2 separate regions of the Mus musculus genome follow, and region 1 is linked to region 2. The links are chromatin contacts, called in public HiChIP or PLAC-seq maps. All regions are on one chromosome and are shown on one strand. The core of a region is the stretch at or near the end of the contact, and the rest is flanking DNA. Distances in the headings are between cores, read along the strand shown. Region 1 overlaps Utp6 (UTP6 small subunit processome component). Region 2 has its middle 11 kb from the start of Gm30561.

The links. HiChIP or PLAC-seq counts read pairs in DNA pulled down with a chosen protein or histone mark.
Region 1: an H3K27ac HiChIP or PLAC-seq map of acute myeloid leukemia shows a contact between it and region 2, with 8 times the contacts expected there. The contact joins two enhancer-like sites.

Annotation. Positions count from the first base shown.
Region 1 is chr11:79,933,839-79,938,826 of GRCm38.p6, reverse strand. It overlaps Utp6 (UTP6 small subunit processome component), which reads left to right. Exons shown (of 19, transcript NM_144826.3): 18 at 1,082-1,154; 19 at 2,718-4,871. The coding sequence ends at 2,872. Among named protein-coding and RNA genes, the nearest start is that of Utp6, 26 kb to the left of the region's middle. Within about 2 kb of position 2,201, at least 2 of the 459 cell types and tissues checked have an H3K27ac peak or open chromatin away from gene starts, as enhancers often do. A contact at or near this core is called in acute myeloid leukemia, where this site is marked.
Region 2 is chr11:79,291,465-79,297,000 of GRCm38.p6, reverse strand. No RefSeq gene overlaps it. Among named protein-coding and RNA genes, the nearest start is that of Gm30561, 11 kb to the left of the region's middle. Within about 2 kb of position 2,905, at least 30 of the 459 cell types and tissues checked have an H3K27ac peak or open chromatin away from gene starts, as enhancers often do. A contact at or near this core is called in acute myeloid leukemia, where this site is marked.

The DNA.
Region 1 (4,988 bases), core at 952-3,451, 640 kb before region 2:
TGCCTCTGCCTGAGAGTAAAGGCACGTGCCACCACTGCCCAGTGTTCTAATTTTTGTTTTAGTGGTGCTAGGGATTAAACTCATGAAATAGTTACTTTATACTAAATGCTCCCCCCCCCCAATTTTTTATTAGGTATTTTCTTCATTTACATTTCAAATGCTATCCCGAAAGTCTCCCATTACCCCCCTCCCCAATGCTTTTTTAAAAAAAATTAAGTTGTGTGTTTCTTTGTGGAAGTACTTATATAGGAATTCGGATTCCCTTGGAGGCTGGAAGAGGCCTTGAGTTCTCTGGAGCTGTAGTTACAGGTGCTTGTGAGCCATAGGACTTGGGTGTCAGGATAGGAACTGAACTCAGATTTTCTGCAAGAGCAACACGTGTTCTTGTTCTCTTTCTTTCTTTCTCTCTTTTTTTTAAAGATTTATTTATTTTATGTATATGAGTACATTGCAGCTGTCTTCAGACACACCAGAAGAGTGCCTCTGATTCCATTACAGGTGGTTGTGGGCCACCATGTGGTTGCTGGGATTGGAACTCAGGACTCTCACAAGAGCAGTTAGTGCTCTTAACTGCTGAGCCATCTCTCCAGCCCGTCTTGTTTATTTTGTGAGCACCACGGTGCACCTGTGAAAGTCAGAATAACTTTTTTTTTAAAGATTTATTTATTTATTATATGTAAGTACACTGTAGTTGTCTTCAGACACTCCAGAAGAGGGCTTCAGATCTCGTTACAGATGGTTGTGAGCCACCATGTGGTTGCTGGGATTTGAACTCTGGACCTTCGGAAGAGCAGTCGGGTGCTCTTACCCAGTGAGCCATCTCACCAGCCCCCAGAATAACTTTTGAGAGTTGACTCTTGGCTCCTTCTGTGTTGGGGGTGAGCTCAGGCTGTCAGGCTTGGTGGCAGGTGTCCTCAGTTGCTGGGCCAGTCCCCGCCTGGTCTTTCCTTCCTTCCTTTCGGATAAGTTGAGAAACTAGGCTGGTTTGGTCCTTCTCCTTCAAACCTAACAGGTAGTAGTTGCTTAAAATATGAATTTATGATCAGATGAATGAAGCCAGATGTTCTGATTGTTTTTATAGGAACCCTGCAAGATGGTAAACCTGAGGGAGTATTACGAGAGGGCGCTGAGAGAGTTTGGGACTTCAGATTCTGGTGAGTAGCTGCAGTCTCTGGCTGTTACATGGCTGGGGTAGTGTTTCTGGTTTGTCCTTCTTAGAACAGTTCTTCAGTGCTTCTCCTGCCTTCTTCCCTTGTGTGTGTGTGTGTGTGGTCTTGTCTTTTTTTTTTTTTTCTGTTTTCTTTTTTCCCCTTGTGTTTTTTGAGACAGGTTCTCATTCTATGTAGCCCAGGCTAGCCTGGAACTCACTATATAGCCTAGACTCCTACCCCTGGTAGTGCTCCTGCCTCCACCTCTGCAGCAGTAGTGTTTTCTTATCACTTAAGTTTGCAAACCCCTGTATCCACTACTTCTCTTACCAACTGTGGCTCAGAGAAAGATTTGCTTGGTTTGGGTCTCTTTTTTTTTTTTTTTTTAAAGGGATACAGATAAGAAAGGTGGAAATCATTTTTTAAAAGATTTGTTTATTTTTATTATATATAAGTACATTGTAGCTGTCTTCAGATACTCCAGAAGAGGGAGTCAGATCTCATTACGGATGGTTGTGAGCCACCATGTGGTTGCTGGGATTTGAACTCTGGACCTTCGGAAGAGCAGTCGGGTGCTCTTACCCACTGAGCCATCTCACCAGCCCCCGCCCTTGGGTCTCTTAAAAAGAGAAATTTGTGTGGCCGGGTAAGATGGCTATATGGCCAAAGGCACTTATTTTCAAGCCTAAAGACATGAATCTGATCTCTTGGACCCACATGGTAGAAAAAAAGGACTGACTTCCGCAAGTTCTCCTCTGCCCTACACATGTATGCTGTGACATGTTGGTGTGTATGTACACACAATATAAAATAAATAACTTATGACTCATGACTATAACCTTATTGCTACAGAGGTGGAAGCATATTGCCAGGAGTTTTGAGGCCAGTCTAGGCTATGTAGTAAGTTCCAGGCTAGCCTGGACTACAGGGTGAAACCCTATCTCAAAATTTCAAAACCAAACCAAGTATTTATAAAGAAAATGCTAGTACAGGCCAGTAGTCACAGCTGGTCATATGTAGTCACCATAGTAGGAAAGGAGGAACTGTCAGTGCTTAGTCAGTTACAACAGGGCTAGCTTGCTGAGGCACAGTGTGGGGCTGACTAGATGATAACATGGTACACGTACCGTGTCTTTTAAAAAGTAGGGAGGAAACCAGGCAGTGGTGGTGCACGCCTTTAATCCCAGCACTCGGGAGGCAGAGGCAGGTGGATTTCTGAGTTCAAGGCCAGCCTAGTCTACAGAGTGAGTTCCAGGACAGCCAGGGCTACACAGAGAAACCCTGTCTTGGAAAAAAAAATTAGAGAGGATAGAAAGGAATTTGAAAGTTTTTACTGTAAAGGCATGATAATGTTTGAGGCAATAGATAGGCTGAACTTTAACACTACACAGTGCTTAAATGTGTCAGAGTACCTTATTTTATTCATATATATTTACATTCTCTTAATTTTATGTGCGGAAGTTTCTCAGAACTTTTTAACTGGCTTAGTATTAATAGTTAAATTTGCTTAATTAAAGCCTTCCCAGTTTTCTAGCTACGTTTACAGTAGTTTTTTGGTTCCTTTTGAAGATCTTTGGATGGATTACATCAAGGAAGAATTGAACCATCCCTTCGGTAAACCTGAGAACTGCGGACAGATCTATTGGCGAGCCATGAAAATGTTGCAGGGACAGTCAGCAGAGCTGTTTGTAGCTAAACACGCCATGCACCAGGCTGGCCACTAGTGGTCGAGCACCACCAGTTGGCTGAAGTTGTGATGCAAGTCTCGGGGCAGGTTTGTGATGAGCTGGTGTGTGAATTGTCGAGAGCTGGCAGAAGAACGGATTGATTTTTGTAACATACTTTTACTTGGTGTTAATCTTTGGTTCCAGAAATGAGTACTGCTAGTGCCTGTTAAATCTAAAATACACAGAAATCATATGATTCAGCTTCAATTCTTGTTCCAGGCTAAGCATATACAGCTCTAATCTAGACTAGGTGTGAGGGACCCAGTTCAAACCCAAGAGAAAGTATAGTTTTGTGTGTTCTCTTCTTGTTGTGAAAGCCTGCATGATACCTGTGGAGATAGGAGGGACGAGGGTGTGGATGGACTGCCTCAACCCTCCAGCTCCCGAATACTGATTAAGAGACTTTATTTATGAAAGCTTAGTCCTTATGGCTTAGCCATGTTTACCACCTGGCTGATCACCTCTCCTCAGCCCCGTACATTCAAGTTCCAAGTCTGGCCGGCAGATCTCCCACCTCTCAATTCTTCCCAGAGTTCCGATCTCTTCTTGGATGTCCCACCTTTACTCTCCTGCCCAGCCATCAGCTGTTTATCAAACAAATCAGAAGTGATAGAGGAGAATGTGTACAATCTTCGATGCAGGTGATGCTTCATAAAAATAACAGTACCAAAGTCCGGACAGTACTCTACTGGTTCAAAAATCAACACTGAATACTACAAAGACAGCCTTTACAGTGCCCAAGATTATCCCAACACTAGGGCAGAGCAGAGCAGAAAGTCACTTAGATCACCGAAGTGAGGCTGAACAGTGACTTCTTTTCCTGTATCTGAATTGGATCTGTACTTTTAAATCAATCATTCAAGAAATAGCGCCTTCCTTCACCTGCAGGAAAAAGGGAGACTTGGAAGATGAGTGACAGAGAAGGAGGCGCTGGGTATTGGGAGAAGTTTGTCTTTTAAGAAGGTTGAGGTGGCACAGGAAACGATTTACCCCAAGGATGGACAGGCCAAGAATGGCATGGAGGATGCCCAGCTTTGTGGCGGGGGAGGGAGTGGGAAGTGCCTCAGTAGGGGGTGGAGGGGCAGATTGGCACAAAGGAGGGCATTTGGGGAGTAAGGGAGGAAGCTGAAATAAATCCTTTCATTTTTTTTGATACTGGGTATTTGTTTGTTTGTGATAAACCTAAATTTGCATTTGAGGCAAGAGCTTTACCACTGAGACAGACCCCAGGCATCTTTTTATTTTCTGTTTTGAGCAGGTCTCACTAAGTTTTGGCTGGCCTGAAAAGTTCTCAGGTCTAGGCAGGCCTTGAACTTTGAATGCTCTTGCCTCAGCCTCTCAAGTGGCTGAGGTTACAGGCCTCAACAGCTGGACCTTAACATTTTGATATCATTGGGAAAGTATTTTGAACAAGTTACTTAATAGTAAGCCTTAATTAATATTAAGTTCATTTAATAACATGGAAAACACCTAATGAATTCATAGCATTCCCTTGTCTTAATTAATCTCCTGTGGCTATAGTTTTTTAAAAGTATAAACGATATTGGTGAAGATTCTTGTCAATCTTTGGTTACATTCACTGGCACTTCCTTAGGGGACTTACTTGACAGTGGAATTACTGAATTAGGTAAAAGAACAAAATTTGCCAATTTGCTCTTTCCAGCATCACATGCAGGAGGCAACGCCCTTGTCTGCACTGGGGATTACGTACTTCCTTTTCATCATTTTATAATTCACCACTCAGTAGATGAAAGCGGTACATCATCACTTAAGCTACTTTTTCTTATTAATTTTTGTCTTAAAAATACATTGAGAGAGCCAGGGGAGATGGCTCAGCGGTTAAGACTGACTGCTCTTCCAGATGTCCCAAGTTCAATTCCCAGCAACCACATGGTGGCTCACAACCATCTGTAATGGGATCCGATATCCTCTTCTGGTGTGTCTGAAGACAGTGTAGTCATAGACATAAAATGAATAAATAAATCTTTAAAAAAACAACTCATTGAGAATGTTAATCTTTTGTTTGTCGTTCATTTCTTACAGATAAGTTTATGCTTCTCTTCCCTTTGTTTGCTGTTTTTGATGCGGGAAGATTTGTTTTGTTTTGGTTTTT
Region 2 (5,536 bases), core at 1,656-4,155:
ATCCCTAAAAAGAGAGATTTAGACCCCCCTGGTCCATAAACCTCAACTCTAAAATTCTGACTTTGGGCCTGGAGGTAGCTCAGTTGTAGTGAGCTTACTGGCTTGCTGGGGTTTGATTCCCCAGTAGCACAGAAAGTCAGGCATGATGACACAAACCTATAATCCCAGAACTTGGGAGACCAAGAAGAGGATCAGAAAGCTCATGTCATTCTTTTTGTTTGTTTGTTTTGTTTTGTTTTTCGAGACAGGGTTTCTCTGTATAGCCCTGGCTGTCCTGGAACTCACTCTGTAGACCAGGCTGGCCTCGAACTCAGAAATCCGCCTGCCTCTGCCTCCCAAGTGCTGGGATTAAAGGCATGTGCCACCACACCCGGCTGGCTCATGTCATTCTTAGCTACACAGTTTAAGGCTAGTCAAGAGGTACAGGAGATCCTGTCTAAGAAAAAAATTAAACAAATAAATAAAATTCTGAATTTGCAGGTTACTTTGAAAAAACAAAAAACAAAACAAAACCACCACCACCAACAACAACAAAACAAACAAACAAACAAACAAACCACTCAGGCAGTGCAATACCAAACATTGCCAGCAGAGGTCAGGAGAAGTCCCTTAAAGCTCAGATCAACTTTCTTCCTGATATGTAGTATTCTGGGGCTGTTTTTCCTGTTCCTTTGCTTAGCCTTGTACTGTGTGCTTTTTACCTTATTTGTCAAACATAAAACCTTTACTCCCCTGATGGGCGAAGGAAATTGCTTGGTAGCAGGTGACATGTGGGGTGGTTTTATACTCAGGGTGAGTGTAAATAAAGAGACTTAACACAGCAGACAGAGTCTTGTCTACCAAACCTTTTTGTTGGTTTTTACATTTTAAGGCAGGTTCTCCCTATGGAAGGAGCCCAGGCTTGTCTGGAAAGGGTGATCCTCCTGGTTCAGCCTCCTTAGTACTGGGATTAAAACAGCCCCATGCCCCACCTGTTTTTGTTTTGTGGGGACAGGGTCTCACTAAGTAGCTCTAACTGTACTGGAACTTGCTACGAACCAGGCTGGCCTTGAACTCACAGAATCTGCCTGCCTCTGCCTTCCCAGTAGTTACAGGTGGCTCCAGGTGTTGAGAACTGAACTCAGGTACTCTGTAAGAGTAGCAAATACTCTTAACCTCTGAGCTATCTCTACAGCTCCCAATTTACCATTTAAAAAAATATTTACCTCAGCAAAATTCTTCTCAAGCTGGGGTATAGCTAATATTTCTCTCTCTCCCATTTTCATTTTAAAAAGTTTGAAAGGCTATATGTGATGGTGATGGTTTGCAGTGGAGTCCCAACACTTTGGGGCTAAAACAGGAAGGTAACTACATATTTATGATTAGCCTGGGGTGCATATTGAATATCATGCCAAGCAGAGCTACAGCCAGGCAGTGGTGGCACAGGCCTTTAATCCCAGCACTCGGGAGGCAGAGGCAGGCGGATTTCTGAGTTAGAGGCCAGCCTGGTCTACAAAGTGAGTTCCAGGACATCCAGGGCTATACAGAGAAACTCTGTCTTGAAAAACCAAAACAAACAAACAAAACAAAAAAAAAAAGGAAGAAAGAAAAGAAAAAAGAAAAGACCCTGTCTCTAGAGGGAAAACAAGTATTGCTATTGATAATGGCACAGACATAGAAAGGAAACACCTCTCCACTATTTAAAAGAACAAGACAGGGGCCGGAGAGATGCTCAGAGGACCAAGGTTTGATTCTTAGCACTCACATGGTGGCTCACAACCATCTGTAGCTCCAGTTTCAGGGGATCTGGAGCCCCCTTCTGTCCTTTGTGGGGATCAGGCATGGATGTGTTGCGTTGTACAAACATGCATTCAGGCAAAACATCCACACACATAAGATAAATCTTATATTAAAAAAAAAAAACCCAACACGATAAAACAGATGGTTCATGCCCGTAATTCCAGCACTGGAGAAGATCAGGAATTTGACCCCGTTTCAAAAAATAAAACAGAGAGAGAAAGAAAGAGAGAGAGACAGAGAGAGAGAGAGAGACAGAGAGAGACAGAGACAGAGGACCACGGTAGGAGCCAGCCATCAGTTCTGCTGTTGTACTGAGTTGCCTACTCCTCAGAAGATTGTTCATCTCAGGGATTCACTTTTGACCTCTCAGTGTGTTTTGTCTAGCCACTTTTTCTGGTTTATGTCAACTTGACACAGAGAAGAGGGGGCCTTCAGAAATGTCTCTATATTGCCGGGTGTGGTGGCGCACGCCTTTAATCCCAGCACTTGGGAGGCAGAGGCAGGCGGATCTCTGAGTTCAAGGCCAGCCTGGTCTACAGAGTGAGTTCCAGGACAGCCAAGGCTACACAAAGAAACCCTGTCTCAAAAAAAAAAAAAAAAAAAAAAAAAAAAAAGAAAAGAAAAGAAAAAAAAAAAAGAAATGTCTCTATAACTTCAGGCTGGCTTTGTAGTGGTGCTACACACATTTAGTTCCAGCACTCATGAGGTAGAGGCAAGTGGATCTCTTAGTTTGAGGTCAGCCAAGGCTACACAGAGAGATCTTGAAAACCAAAAACCAACCAACCAAACAAAAAAACCCAGATCAGGCTGTAGATCATGCCTCTGGGACATTTTCTTAATTAGAGATTGATAGGTGGTATCATCCCTGAGCTGGTGTTCCTGGGTTCTATAAGAAAGCAGACTGAGCAAGCCATGCAGAGCAAACCCATAAGGAGTATTCTGCAGGGTCTCTGCATCTGCAGCTGCCTTCAGGAAGTGCAAGCTGAATCAACCCTTTCCTCCCAGGTTTCCTTGGTCATGATGTTTTATTGCAGCAATAAAAACCCTAATTAAGACTCTGCTCTCTGTCATTACTGCACTCTTCCCCATGCTGTGACAGCTCCTCCAGGGCAAGGTTTATGCTTTACCAGACTAGTGGACTAGGTTGTGGGAGGAGCCAAAACAACAAGCAGCTATATGTGGCGGGCAGGAGAGAGAAGCTGCAACATGCTGGGCTTCCATAAAGAAATATGCACACTGCCAGACAAAGAGGCAATGAGTTCCCAAACACCCACATCTGGTGTGGCACCCATCTCCTGGCTGTAACAGCATAAAAGTCCAACAAGGACAGGACAGAGACAAGACCTGCTATTCCTTAGGAACCTCCCAAGATGCACACTCAAAACCTAAGATGAAAGAGATGGCAGGTGGGTGTGGCGGCACATCCCTAGGATCTCAGCACTCAGGATACTGAGGTTAGACCATCACAAGTTCTGAGCTAGCCTGGACTACATAACCTGAAAGCCCCCTAAAACTCTAAGAAGTCAAGTAAAATAAAACCTCTGTTTATGCTGGGCAGTGGTGGCACACACCTTTAATCTCAGCACTTGGGAGGTAGAGGCAGGTGGATTTCTGAGTGTGAGGCCAGCCTGGTCTACAAAGTGAGTTCCAGGACAGCCAGGGCTATACAGAGAAACCCTGTCTCGAAAAACCAAAAAAGAAAAAAAATCCAAAAACCTCCATTTTTTTTTTAAAGATTTATTTATTATTATATCTAAGTACACTGTAGTTGTCTTCAGATGCACCAGAAGAGGGCATCAGATCTCATTACAGATGGTTGTGAGCCACCATGTGGTTGCTGGGATTTGAACTCAGAACCTTCGGAAGAGCAGTCGGTGGTCTTAACCACTGAGCCATCTCTCCAGCCCCAAACCTCCATTTCTTCTTCCTTCCATTGACTGTTATTCAAGGGACAAGAAAGTCGAAGGAAGGGTTGATTCAAAAAGAAACTAAGAAACTTCCTGCTTCCTTTTAAACACCTAATTCTTGCTGTACAAGTCTTTCAGGAGGCCAGTCATGCCTTCTTCCTCTGGCCTGGATCTGGACTGGAAAGGTCTGGTGTGACAGAGCAGCACTTTCTATATTTGAGAACTGGGGAAAAAAGTGTTCATTTGTAGCTGCTGGTAAGTGGTGTCAACTTTCTCCAAACACAGCACCCATCAGTGCCTGCCAATGTAATTTCATGTTTTGTTTTGATGTGTGTGTACACGTGTGCGCATGCAGGCACACATGCATGCTAGTACATGTTGAATTCAGTTTCCCCAGATACCAGGCTTATTCATATCTCTTTCTGTGCTAGGTTCTGCTCTTGGGTTCCTCCCCACAGTAGCTCACACCCCTCTTTCCTATTCCTTCTCTCACACACCCTTTACGATTTATTTATTTGTTTTATGTATGTGATTACGCTGTCACTCTCTTCAGATGACACACCAGGAGAGGGCATTAGATCCCTTTACAGATGGTTGTGAGCCACCATGTGGTTGCTGGGATTTGAACTCAGGACCTCTGGAAGAGCAGTCAGTGCCCTTAACCCCTGAGCCATCTCTCCAGCCCCTCAGGTTCATTTTCATCTCTCACTTGTTAAGTTTTCCTTGGTCTGTCTTTTCCACTAAAATGAAATTTCTGTCTCAGCTACTCAGGGTTTGAATGGGCAGCCATGGAGACTGAAGAGACAGCAAGGTCCCAGATGCTGAACCTGGGGGGAAGCTACCCCCAAACTCATTAGTGATACAGGGACCTAAGTACACATTGTGGGAGGTTCTAGAAGACTGGTCAACCTCAACCGTCCTTCCCACCCCAGTGAGGAGAGAAAGGAGGCTCTGGGGGAGGAGGGCTATAAATGCGTTATACTTTAACCCAGGGACTCCACCTTCATCTCTCTGCTTTACTCAACCAGAATAAATGTCCTTTTGGGCTGGTGTGTGTGTGTGTGCGTGTGTGTGTGTGTGTGTCCCTCCTTGCTGACCTGGAGTGGTCTCAGCAACCCATTTATCTCAGCTTCTCTAGCATTGTTAACTTGCCCTTGAACACCCCAGAGCCCCACCTTTGTTTCCCTGTGGCCAGTCAACACACCCTTGGATGGCTTCAAGAGCCCCCATAGAAGGTCTTCCTGGGTGGGCGCTGGAGTTGTGAGTTGGAGGTAATGCATGTGTTCCAGCTTGCCTGAGACCTTTGGTTTTAGTTGGAAAAAATGAAGGGGGATGATTTTGGCAAAGACATTTGCCGCTACCACGTTGGCCCCAGCTCCCACCCCTCTCCTGTACTGGGGCAGGAGAGCATCACCCGTGAGGTTTACCTGTCCTGGCTAATTATAACAAGGCCAGCTGACTGACAAGTCGGCTTGGTGCTGGGAGGGGATGGGCAGGTCACTGCCTCCTCCATCTCCTCCCTCTAGGACCTACCCTAGGGTTAATTCTTGGGGGTGGGGTGGGGGGGCAGATCTCCTTTAGAGAAAGGAAGTCACTTTAGGGATTCAGGCGGGCACTTCCCTTCTGACTCATCTGTCTCTTAGTTCTTTCCAGCAGGTGGGAGGGTTTCAGAAATGGCCAAGAAGCTGAGGCACATCTGGAGCAGGCAGGGACAGAGGCACAACTCTAGATTGCGATCCAGAGCACCTGAGTGATAAGTTAATTAACTAGTGAACAAGTCAACCCAAGCCAGATTAAAGTACATAAAGGCAGGCTTGTTTGGAGCCGCTCTCAGGCAGGTTCACTGGTCC